Regions from separate parts of the Gossypium hirsutum genome. Here regions 1, 2 and 4 are each linked to region 3. The links are chromatin contacts, called in public Hi-C maps. All regions are on one chromosome and are shown on one strand. The core of a region is the stretch at or near the end of the contact, and the rest is flanking DNA. Distances in the headings are between cores, read along the strand shown.

Region 1 (2,777 bases), core at 20-2,519, 190 kb after region 3:
GATGGTTTAACTAGTTAAATTGGTTGAATTGAAAATTGATAATGCAGTTGATTTAATCACCAATCGAATTCTTTTAAAATTAGTTGAATTAAATTAAATTACTTTTGTTGATTGAGTCTTAGCTCAGCTGGCATCGTCATTATTGTCGGTACAAGAGAATGTGAGTTCAAGCACATTGAAGCACACTTATCTTCCTATTTAAGAGTTGGGATTAAAGATGGCAAAAAAAATTGAATTTGACAGGTTTCGGCCCAACCCGATCCATGAGGGTCGGATTTTTTTTTTGAAAAATAGGAGGATTCAAATGGGTGAAACTATAAAAATAGTCGTGTTGAGATTGGATTTGAGGTAAATCCGCTTTGCCTTGCCCTGAGATATTTACAAAAAATTGCCCCTAATATATACATATACTAAATATTTGCTTTCAATAAATACATATATAAAAAAATAAATATATTAATATTTAAGTCTAAATTAAAAAATTATTCTTATCTGCTTCTAAATAAAAAATAAAATAATTAAATTAATTTCGGGTTGGATCGAGATGGAGTTAGGAATTTTATTAAATTTTAAGTTCGGGTTTAGGGTGAGTTTTTTCTTAAGACTCGGGATCAGGTCGGGGCAAATTGGTCAAACTTCAGGTTTGGGTTGAGATAGGCAAAAATTCATCCTGCCTCACACCGTTGTCATCCCTTATTGGGGTGGGGTTACGGTAGAAGTGTCCACGGGCTAGGTCGAGACCCGGCTCCAAAAAACTTTTCAAGTCCAGACTCATTTTTGGCCAAGCTTGGTCTACCCAAAAAGGCCATTTCACTATTCAAAAAATAATAAAATATTAAAAATTATATTTTAATTGATATTTTATATACTTTTATAATTAAATTTAAAAATAATTTTCGTTGTTGAAATTGAACTAAGCCAGGTCGACCCAAGGTGTGAAAATTTTTGTTTAAACTTGACCCTAGTTAAGAGGGATTTATCGGACCCTTGGACAAGTCTAGACAATGAGTAATTTTTGAATAAATTTAAATTAATTTGAAAATTGAATACCAAAAGTACACCACACAAAAAACCTAAACCGATTATCTTACCATATAAATTAATTAAATCGATTGGATTTACTTAGCACAATCAATTTTATGGACTTTTTCACCCTCAACTTTCCTTTAGATGAATAGACATGTGTTGCCATAATTTTAATTTTTTTAAGAATAAATATTAAAGTTAAAATTACCTCAATTTTATATGGATATATCGCTGGAAAGATTACAAATGTTTTAATTTTTATCCTTGAAAAAATTTATTTCTCTCTATAAATAATAAACAGATATTATAAATAAAGACTTTCCTTTTTCATGTCCTCTGTAAAACCCTAACTATCATTCGATCTCCTCATTTCCCCCCTTTCTTTCTCTGTATCTCTTCTTCGATTCATTCCTTCAATCATTCTCTATTTCAAAACCCTAAATACCGTTACAAGATCTGTTCTTGGTTCTTGCATGTTTATATTTGGGATTAATCAACAAGTCTTCTAGGGTTTGTTTAATCGGAAAAAAAAAAGAAAAAAAAAAGAGGACGATTGTCAAGGCTGGCGGGTTTTCGGGTCAAGTAAATGGCGGATCCGCCTGGATTCCGCCTCGATAAGATTGCGCATCATTTCGAGGTCATTTCTTGCTCTGCTGCTCTTGTTAGTGTAGGATTGGATTTGATAGGTTTACCAAGTGGTGACCGTTGCGAACTGTGACCGACCAAGGAAGCCCGAGAAGTTAAAGCATGCTGAGCGTGCTACGTGTGCACCTCCCTTCTGATATACCAATTGTTGGCTGCGAGCTCACGCCTTACGTGCTCTTACGCCGACCTGACAAGACCGTTACAACCGATGATGTGCCTGAGTCGGCCCCTCTTGATGGCCACTTCTTGAGGTACAAGTGGTAAGTGTTTTTAAATCCGTCGAAGAATCTTTCTTTTAGGTTTTTTATTGGTTGGTGGCGGGGGTTATGCCAATGGCTAGGCTAATTTCATTTAACTTTTCAAGTGGTATGAACTTTTTTATGGCTAATTAACAATTAAACCCTTTATTATTTATTTATTTATTATTTCTTGGTTTATGTATTTTGGTTAGTTGTCATGTTGGCCAAGTGGATTTTGAGCTAGTTCTTTTGGGTTTGTTATTATTTGATTGCTTTTTACTAAATGTGTGAACTGCTTTTTGTAGGTGGCAAGTGTTTGCATTATAAGACAATTTCTTAGATTTTATGTTTCATTCTTTTTTCTTTTTTTACTTTTTGGTGTTTTGGTCTTTGTGTAGTTCTCATTTTGGTCAATGGGGGTTTGAGTTTGGTTTTGGGGTTTGATATATATGACTGTTTGTAGTAAATACAGTATATGTGAAATTGTCTGAGTGTTTCCGTAAGGGATGCGTGGAATTGAGGTCTATAAGTTGGGTTTTTCGACCTGTGCATTTGGAGATAGAGTGGTTGCTTTTTACTGGATTGCAATTTGTTTTTGTTACTCCGTGTTCTGGATTATCTTGTTCGTTTAGTGATGTGTTTATTTTTTAAATTCTTGAAGGATCAAGAAGTAGTTTCTTGATTCTGATTATGGCATTGAGTTTCATGCCATTTTGTTTGGTTTTACTTGGATTTAGTTTTCGCTGCTTGAGTCAAGAATGTTGCAATTGAGCTCTGTCTCTTTATGCGTCATAGACAAAACTAGGTTCAATGAGCTAGAATCTTCCATCGAAGGCAATAATTTGTTTCCTTTGTTTTCATTCTTGT
Region 2 (2,700 bases), core at 135-2,634, 250 kb before region 3:
GCTAACATAGTTCTGTGTAATGGCAACAGATTCTTCTAGGTTAATCACTAGATGCCACCATCCATTTGGCACAAAGATCACTTCTCCAGCCTTACAAATACACTCAATAGGTCTCTTTTTCCAATCCTTTGTTGCATCATAAAAATTCATGAACCACTCAATTATAGAAACAGGACATGCCACTTCCGCTCCATCTGGGCTCGGGTGTACCCCAGGTGGAACCACATCAGGCGGGAATAAAATCCATTTCTTAGATCCTCTAATCACCGCATTCCAGGCAGATGTTGAATTAGGATCAATATGGAAGGATGATCCAGACCCAGCTGGTCCAATTATAATCCACCTATAATCTGGCCTCCGATTACCCAAAACACTAAACAAATCCTCTCTGAAGTAAACTGGAACATCGTACTCTGAGCCTAAAGTTGGAATTTTTTCTGCAAATTTCGGATCAAATAAGTACAATGGCCTCTCTTCTTTTACTTGATCTGCATAGCTAAAATAATCATCTAGCCTCATCTTAACTGGTCCAACTGCAAACTGAGCATCGCCACATAAATTAACCAAATAATCTCTATCCCACTTTCCCAATGCATCCCAATTATCCATGCACCCTTCCAACAAAACCGGCTTATTAGGTTCTTCGAAGTTTGTCAGAAAATCATCAACACTAATCCCTCTTTTTCGAATTATATTATCTCTTTCAAGCCATTCAGGTTTCATTTCAAGATTAGCGCACAGCCAACTCTGAAACAAATAGTCAGAATAAAAATCCCTTACTCTCAAACCCGAAGAACGGGCACTCCTTGAAACATCAAATGAAGGATGAAATGTAGATATGTAAGTAACTTTCCATGACCGATTATAAAAAAATCGTCCTTTCAGGTTATCCAATACAAGATTCCTCCAAAGGGGTTCATGGCTAGTGAAAACATAAAATGATTTGCTAACAGTAGCTAAAACACCTAACTGGGTACCTTCCAAAAGGCCTAAAATCTCAAGAACAAGCTCGTCAGACAGGATTTGGAGAGTACCTAAGCCGATGTTTCTTGAGTTGATAGCGCCTGGGTTGAAGTAAAGGTTTCCCAACGGTTGAACCCCATGAGAACGAGAAGGAGCTGAGGATTTGAGGTTGAATCCTACTTCTTCTTCATTATCTTCGAGATGCATGTTTTCGGGAATGAAATCTCGTGTTCTGGAAACCTTTTTGTGAGTTTTCACTTTAGTTTTGTTTTTGGGTTTGTTCTTAGTTTTTCTTTTTATGGTTTGAGACAGTAAGCTTCTCCTACAACTTAGCATGTTTCAGGGTTTTTGCTCTAAGGGCTTTGCTTGGTTAGGGTTTTGCACTTTTGCTGCGGTTTCTTTCCGCCCTGGAAATAAAGTAAATCTGAGTATTTTTAATTTCAGAAGGACTTAAAGCCCATCCAAGTTTCTACTCAAGACTCCGAAAGTAGTCGGCCCAAATTTTGCTTCAATTATTTTCCGCCTAGATTTGTAAAGCTTGGAGGTGAAGATAGAGATATCGACCACAACCTCCCTCCAAATTTTTCAATACAGTTTCGGAAACTACTTTAGTAAAATTTTAAGGAAAATTTGATTATGAGACCAAAAAAACAGAATTTTAGAAGGGTCTATTATTTGAAAACCAATGAAGTAAATTTTGGATGAGAAATTGTTGAAAAAGGATTAAATTATAAAATTAAAAAGTATGAGGATTAAAGTGTAAAGTGGCCAATTTGCTAAGTTATGGATTGATTATGTTTTGACATGTATTAGTATCAAGAAAAAAAGATTTTTGGATTAAATTGAATAAAACAAAAAATACATGGACTAAATTGTACTTTCCCCTTTTGTCGGGAAATGATATTAAGGAATATATTTAAATTATGATTTTTAGATTGGATAAGTGCTTATTGTTGTGAAGAAATTGTACAAAAAGGCAAAAATGGCAAAATGATAATTTTTCCACAAAGGGTATTTGGGTCATTTTACAGCATTTTATGATGAAAATATTATTTTGATGATATAGTTAATGTATGAAATTAACATGGACCTTTATAATAATATGAGAAGATTTAAAGTGTTAAGTGTCGTATTTGTTATTAATTAAAGAGAAGTTATAAGAGAAATAGGTTAAAGTGCAGGTTCTCCATTAAAGGATATTTTGGGACTTTTCATCAATTTTTTAATAAAAATTTTAGAATCTATTTAAATTGTATTATTATGAGAAAAGATATGATGATAGAATTTGGATTTTTCATTCATTAATCAAGGTAGATCACTCATTTTAAAATTAGTTTGACGGTAGAATAGTTTTATTATAAGATGGAGAAAGCCTCCACCTTTCTCCTCGGTGCCGTCCACCATGCTTGGAGAAGAAAAAAAAATCTCTCTTTTCGTTTTCATTTTCTCTTTTCTCAAATCTCTTTAAGAATTTCCACAACCCAAGTTACTTTCTTGCAAGAATCTTGTATAAAACCCATTTTTAAGCTTGAAAAGCTGGAGCTAGTGTGAGAATGTGAAGAATAAGATAAGAAAAAATATTTTTATCATCTCTAATATGAACATTCAAGGTTATTATACATTAGTTCTTCATGAACATGATTTCTGGTATTATGTGTAATAAGTGTTGTCGGAGAAGAAAGAGTTGATTTGTTGATGTTAGAAGTTTGACTAAGCAAAGGTAAGTCTTGGATTAGG
Region 3 (2,766 bases), core at 238-2,737:
TAAACTTATATGAATTGTGAAAATTAATCAATTTTTATTTTGTTTTAGAAATTAACAATTTTCAATTTGGTTTTTGGTTTAGTCTCTTTAATTAGTGCCCTCATCCAGATGAGAAACAAAGATTGGGGCTTAGCAAAAGGATTTGCTTAGAAACCAGACATGTTAAGTTTTGGTTCCAACAGCTAGCGAGGGGCGATGACTAAGGTTTCATTTGGGGAAGAAGAGGATGAAGAAGAAAAAAAAGGGAAAAGAAAAAAAAGATGGAAATAAAATAAATACAAAAGACACGCAAGTCATTTCTCAATAATATTAATTACAATTTTGTAAATTTTGAAAGTTGAGTAACTAAAATATAAATTTAATCAAAGTTTAGTGATAATTAGTGTACTTTATTCATTATTTTATTGTATTTGAACTGTATTCGAAATTAAATATTTATTAATATCAAAATAATAATAACATACCATAACACAACAATAATAATAAATGTGAAAATAAGAATATTTCCCGTTGAAATAAATTGTAATTTTTTATTATAATTTGATATGATATATTTCATGATATTAATTATTTAATATTAAATTTTAATATTTTTATTATAATTTAAGATTATATATATTCCACGAATTATAATATTAATAAATTCAAACATCATTTAAATACATATTTTTTTACAACATAATATTTAAAATAAACATTTTATCTTTTCAAAAATAGTTTTCTATCATAAATTTCAAAATGTATTTTTCAACTTCATTGATAATTTGATCTTGAATAGAATGGCTAAGAGAGTCATTGAATTTAGGTTGTTTGTTATTTGGCCATGAACTTCTACTATACTGTTATAAGAAAAAGGCGTTAATGTAATTTTTGATCTCTAAACTTGACAACTAGGTTTATATTAGTACTTGCACCCTTTTGGTCCACTTTGTACCTGAAGTTGGATTACGTACAAATATAGTGATCTGATATTATGAGATTGTGTCATATCATAACCTAAAAAATTTTAAAAATATATAGTTTGAAAATAAAAGAATAAAAATATTAATCTTTTTTAAATTTCAAGTGATGACATGGTATAATATCAAAGTATTACATTATCATATTTTACAAAATCACAATTTAAAAAAAATAAATTTAATTATCAAGTTCGAATATAACTACGAAAATATAACTACGAAACTGGACTTAATTATCAAGAATCTATAAAACATACGGAATTATAAACATATAAATAAAAATAAGTAAGTATACATCCCGCCAACTTCATCTGATTGGGTTCCAAAAAATACTATCCTCGATATCAGGCATGTTCTTCTGCCAAATTAAACCTAATTATAAAATGTATATATTATATATACGTGATTTAAGCAGGCCTTACAAAAAAAGGCCTTTAGGCCTCAGCCGAATTGTCGTTGGATCAAAGATTCATGATAGACCCGATCAAACTAACTTAAATGGCGTCTGACCGTTGATTTTCTTTTTTGAACACACGTGGACGGTTAGTGTTGCAGGGAGAGAGGCCTCAGAAAGTCACTGGAAGCTTCTGTAGTTCCAATTTAGAAGGTAGGTGAAAATCTAAAGCACCCCGTGATGAACAACCAAACGCCAAAGGAAAGAGAAAAGCATCAAGGAAGGTTGGGATTTTCTTCGTCTGCGATTTTGTAACTGTATGTTCTTAATTCGTTCTACCTCTTTTTTTTTTATCATCTTCTTTCATTTTTTTCGTCAATCTCTTGGTGAAGATTTTGTTTTCTTTTGCATGTATTTTGTAATTTATGTTCCTTGTAGTTCCCAGATATTTTTATTTTTAATTTCTATTTTATAAAAATATTTTATTGGGAGAAAAGTTAGGTTGGGACTGGGATTGATTCTAAGTTCAAGAGAAAACAGGATTTTGGTAATTTCAGGCTCCTTTTAATCGTTTCTTTTGCTTTTTCATTGCACTGCGAATGGGATCGCCCGGTTTCTCTCTTCTGTTCTTTTTACTTTGAATTCCAAGCTCGAAAATTTTCCAGTTTAATCTTGGTTAAAAGCAATTCTGTGAGTATTAAATGCCTTAGGTTTGTTGCAGATGCGGGGTAGAAGTTACAGTTACAGTCCCTCGCCACCAAGGGATTATGGAAGGAGGCGGCATCGTAGCCCTAGCCCTAGGGGTCGCTATGGAGGTCGTGGTAGAGATCTTCCCACCAGTCTTCTAGTTCGGAACCTTCGCCATGACTGCAGGTTTGTACCATCCCCTCGTATTTATCGGCGTCAGACTGTCAATTTTCTCAAATCCAATATCCTAATGCTCTCATGGTTATGTTTTAAAATAAATTCTAGGGATAAGTGAGAGCGAAGGTTTTTTAGGAGAAATAAAGGTGTTACATTTATGCTGTGATTTGTTTTCCTTGCTCACCAATTCAAACCTAGTGTACATCTTTGTTCTTTTGTTTAAAATAAACATGATCGTCTTGATACAAGTAGAAAATTTAGTCTCATCAAACTGTCCTTCTAGAGCCAATTTCTAATTATGTCTCATTTGCAGGCCAGAAGACCTGCGTGGACCTTTTGGGCAATTTGGTCGCCTCAAGGACGTCTACCTGCCTCGGGATTATTATACTGGGTAAGTATAATCCTTATAGGTAACTGACAAATGGTAAATCAATGTGTATTTGTGTCTGATGGTGTCAACTTGTGTGTCTTCATCCTGCCTCACATGAGTGTTTGGGTGATGGGGTTGTTTCTTTAATATGTCCATTGGTTTATGGGAATTTGGTTGTT
Region 4 (2,894 bases), core at 101-2,600, 200 kb before region 3:
CAAAGAGGGTGGAATTTTCCCATTAAATGCTGTTGTCATAAATAACAAAACGAAAAACTCAGTAACAGTAAGAATACCCTTTCTTATTGAATATTTGTGATGGATTTGATTAACTACTGCCAAGCTAAACTGAGCATATCTACTCCAACCATATGGCAATGCAGAAGAATCCGCAACATCCAGGTACATAGACAAGTGATCCACATTGTTTCCCTTTGGAAAAATTAGTATCCTCCTGCACAGAAGAATCAACCCGACAACCGAAGATCTATTACATACAGTCCGCAGCACACCAAATAAAAGATATTCCAATAATGGCAACACAAAGAAAAGTCACCATTTACCATTTGTAACCACCAACAACAAATATATCTGAATAATGCTTCTTGGTGTTGAGCCTAGAAAAATTCTCAATTGTCCAAGTGAATTTCATTGATGGAGGCTCCTCCACTTGCTGATTCTCAACCGTACTAGCTGGCTCAACTTGAGCAACTAAATTAATCAAGATCATAAAATCAACAAAAAATAAAAACCCTAACAACCTGAATAATCAAATTATTACTCCATACTAAATCACTCCATAATTACAATAAATAAATAAATAAAAGAAAAAAAACCCAACTTCCGGATCAACCTAAGATTATAAAATCAATAACGCGAATTAGAGTGAACTAAAAAATTTCTATAAAAAAATACAAACCTTCCATTGGCTGAGTTCCATCGACTACGTCAGAATGCGGCACGAGCATCTCCTCATCTTCTTGCTGTTCCAAAATCCAAAGTTTAAAACAATCAAAACTCTGAACAACCAAATCCTAACCCTAACTCTCTCAATCAAAACCCTATCTCAATGCATTCAGAAAAAAAATTGCAAGAAATTCACGTAAAAAATTAATCACTTGTCAATTTAAAAGTAAATAACTTGAGAAAACAAAAAGTAATCCCTTGAAGCACATCCACCAAGAGAGAAATTCAAGAACAAAATAATTATTGAAGTAACTATTGAAAGTGAAGAGAGGAAAGAGTGTTATGTACATCTAACGGCGGAGTCGTCATCATAGTCATGGCTGGAGAGATGTGAATCGTTGATCAGAAAATTAGAAAAAATAAAAAAAAATTTTAAAGAGAGAGAGAGAGAGGGAGAGAGAGAGAGAGAGAAATTAAAGAAGAGTGAATTTCGACAAAAGCTGAGGACGGGAAGGGAAGAAGCGGACACTGCAAAGCCACTCAGTAAAGAAGAGTGGTGGTGGTGGCAATTTGAGTTTTAGTTGAACGTAATGGTATTATCGAGGTTTTATGGATGGAGCGGGGGTTGTTCTGGGAAGAAAAACATATCAGAAATGAATTGGAGACGTGGGAATTATTTGAGGTAGGGGCTAAAGGTAATATGGAGTCATTGTATTCTTTCTAATTAAAAAATAACTAAATTAGTATTTATGTATAAGTGAATTGATCTTTTTGTTTAAAATTTTATCTATTAATTTTTGTATGTTATATGGTGTTGTCGAATTATTTCGTTAACAATAACAATTTTTAATAGTATAAATGGATAAAATTTTTAATATAAATAATTAATATAATTTTTTATTTATTTATTTTGATAACAATGAATTAAAATTTTAATCTAATATATAAAAATTAATCTTTTTTATTTTAAAGAATGAGCAAAATACAACTTAAAATAATAATATTTTTATGATAAATCATGTGATCATTTCTATTACATAATGTGGCCCTTGCATACATGTTTGAATCTGTCCACAAACAAGGCCGATTTGTTATTATCATATGAATTTTTATTTGTATTAGATTTTAGTGAGTGTTGTTTTTAGAATGAAAATTATAATTTTATTAAAAATTCTACATTTTCTGATTCTTTATCCCGAAAAAGGTGCTTAATTTCTTCATTATGAATTTCCAGGTAGGAGGAATGTAATTCAACATCCAAAAAGCTTCAATTTTGAAATATGAATTAATAAAATTAATTGATTTATATTATTGTCTGAAATATATCATGAAGAGTTGGATAAATAATTTTTGGACCGTTCCCTGAACCATTCATAGTGAAGGTCTTGTCGATGCTCGTTTGTTCTATGCAAATGTAGTCCCAAAATCATTAGGATAAGATAAATAAACCATTAAAGCTGTGACATCCTTCGTAAGAAGCTCATAAACCTTAGCATATGAGCAACTTCCATCGAATACATGATCTACAAACAAATAAAAGGAATTCTTGAATCTTCTCTCCATTTTATTTTATGATATCTATTTCAGCCTTTCTTTTCTTTCCTTAAACTTACCCAAAGCCACTAATTTTTTTTTTATCTTTACTCACTTCAAATTTGGATTCATTTAATGAACTAAATCAATGAAGGATAAAAAAAAAAGTAGTGAAAACTTAAACGTTGATAAAATAAAATAAATGGTTTTGTGTCTATGGCAAAGTGGTGAAATATGTACAAGTAAATAAACTCTGCGCAAACACCAATGGTTGTCAAGCTTTGCTTTTGATATAATGCCTCTAATTCATTTACTCTGTTTGGTTCGATGTAATGGGTATACCATTATGCGCCGAATCGGTGGGCCCCACCTATTTCAATGTTTGGTTCGCTGTAATGCCCATTACGCGCGTATTACATTACGTACGTATTCCTCCTTACTCACCGATTTCTATTCCCTGCACAAAGTTCAAATTAGCTTCCGTTTAGAATTCTTAGAATTTCTATGCCCTGTTTTACCCTCATCTTCCCAAGCCGAAATCCACCTCCAGAACTCTCCCTCCCAACATCAAACAGAAGCTGCCAGCAAAGTGACCTCCACCGCTCCCGTTTCACTTTCATTTGATTGTTTTGTCGAACCAAACACACCCTTCTGTTCTTCAAATGCAGTGAGTA

What was found. A called contact is a pair of places that touch in the nucleus more often than the background predicts.
Region 1: a contact with region 3 is called in a Hi-C map of leaf, with 1.8 times the contacts expected there. The contact joins the promoter of LOC107899210 here to the promoter of LOC107899205 in region 3. A contact is called at or near these places in 7 of 34 Hi-C or Micro-C datasets (callus, hypocotyl, leaf and 1 more).
Region 2: a Hi-C map of leaf shows a contact between it and region 3, with 1.7 times the contacts expected there. The contact joins the promoter of LOC107899197 here to the promoter of LOC107899205 in region 3. A contact is called at or near these places in 2 of 34 Hi-C or Micro-C datasets (callus and leaf).
Region 4: a Hi-C map of leaf shows a contact between it and region 3, with 2.2 times the contacts expected there. The contact joins the promoter of LOC107899198 here to the promoter of LOC107899205 in region 3. A contact is called at or near these places in 3 of 34 Hi-C or Micro-C datasets (hypocotyl and leaf).

The regions. Positions count from the first base shown.
Region 1 is chrD04:31,183,113-31,185,889 of Gossypium_hirsutum_v2.1, reverse strand. LOC107899210 (carbon catabolite repressor protein 4 homolog 1) reads left to right here and starts at 1,269. Exons shown (of 12, transcript XM_016824858.2): 1 at 1,269-1,931. The coding sequence starts at 1,774.
Region 2 is chrD04:31,624,296-31,626,995 of Gossypium_hirsutum_v2.1, reverse strand. LOC107899197 (F-box protein At5g06550) reads right to left here and starts at 1,384. Exons shown (of 2, transcript XM_016824833.2): 1 at 1-1,384. The coding sequence starts at 1,299.
Region 3 is chrD04:31,369,744-31,372,509 of Gossypium_hirsutum_v2.1, reverse strand. It overlaps LOC107899205 (serine/arginine-rich SC35-like splicing factor SCL33), which reads left to right and starts at 1,487. Exons shown (of 6, transcript XM_016824850.2): 1 at 1,487-1,637; 2 at 2,075-2,226; 3 at 2,531-2,608. The coding sequence starts at 2,075.
Region 4 is chrD04:31,571,552-31,574,445 of Gossypium_hirsutum_v2.1, reverse strand. It overlaps LOC107899198 (ubiquitin C-terminal hydrolase 12), which reads right to left and starts at 1,350. Exons shown (of 32, transcript XM_041091262.1): 1 at 1,036-1,350; 2 at 701-764; 3 at 345-474; 4 at 78-235. The coding sequence starts at 1,065.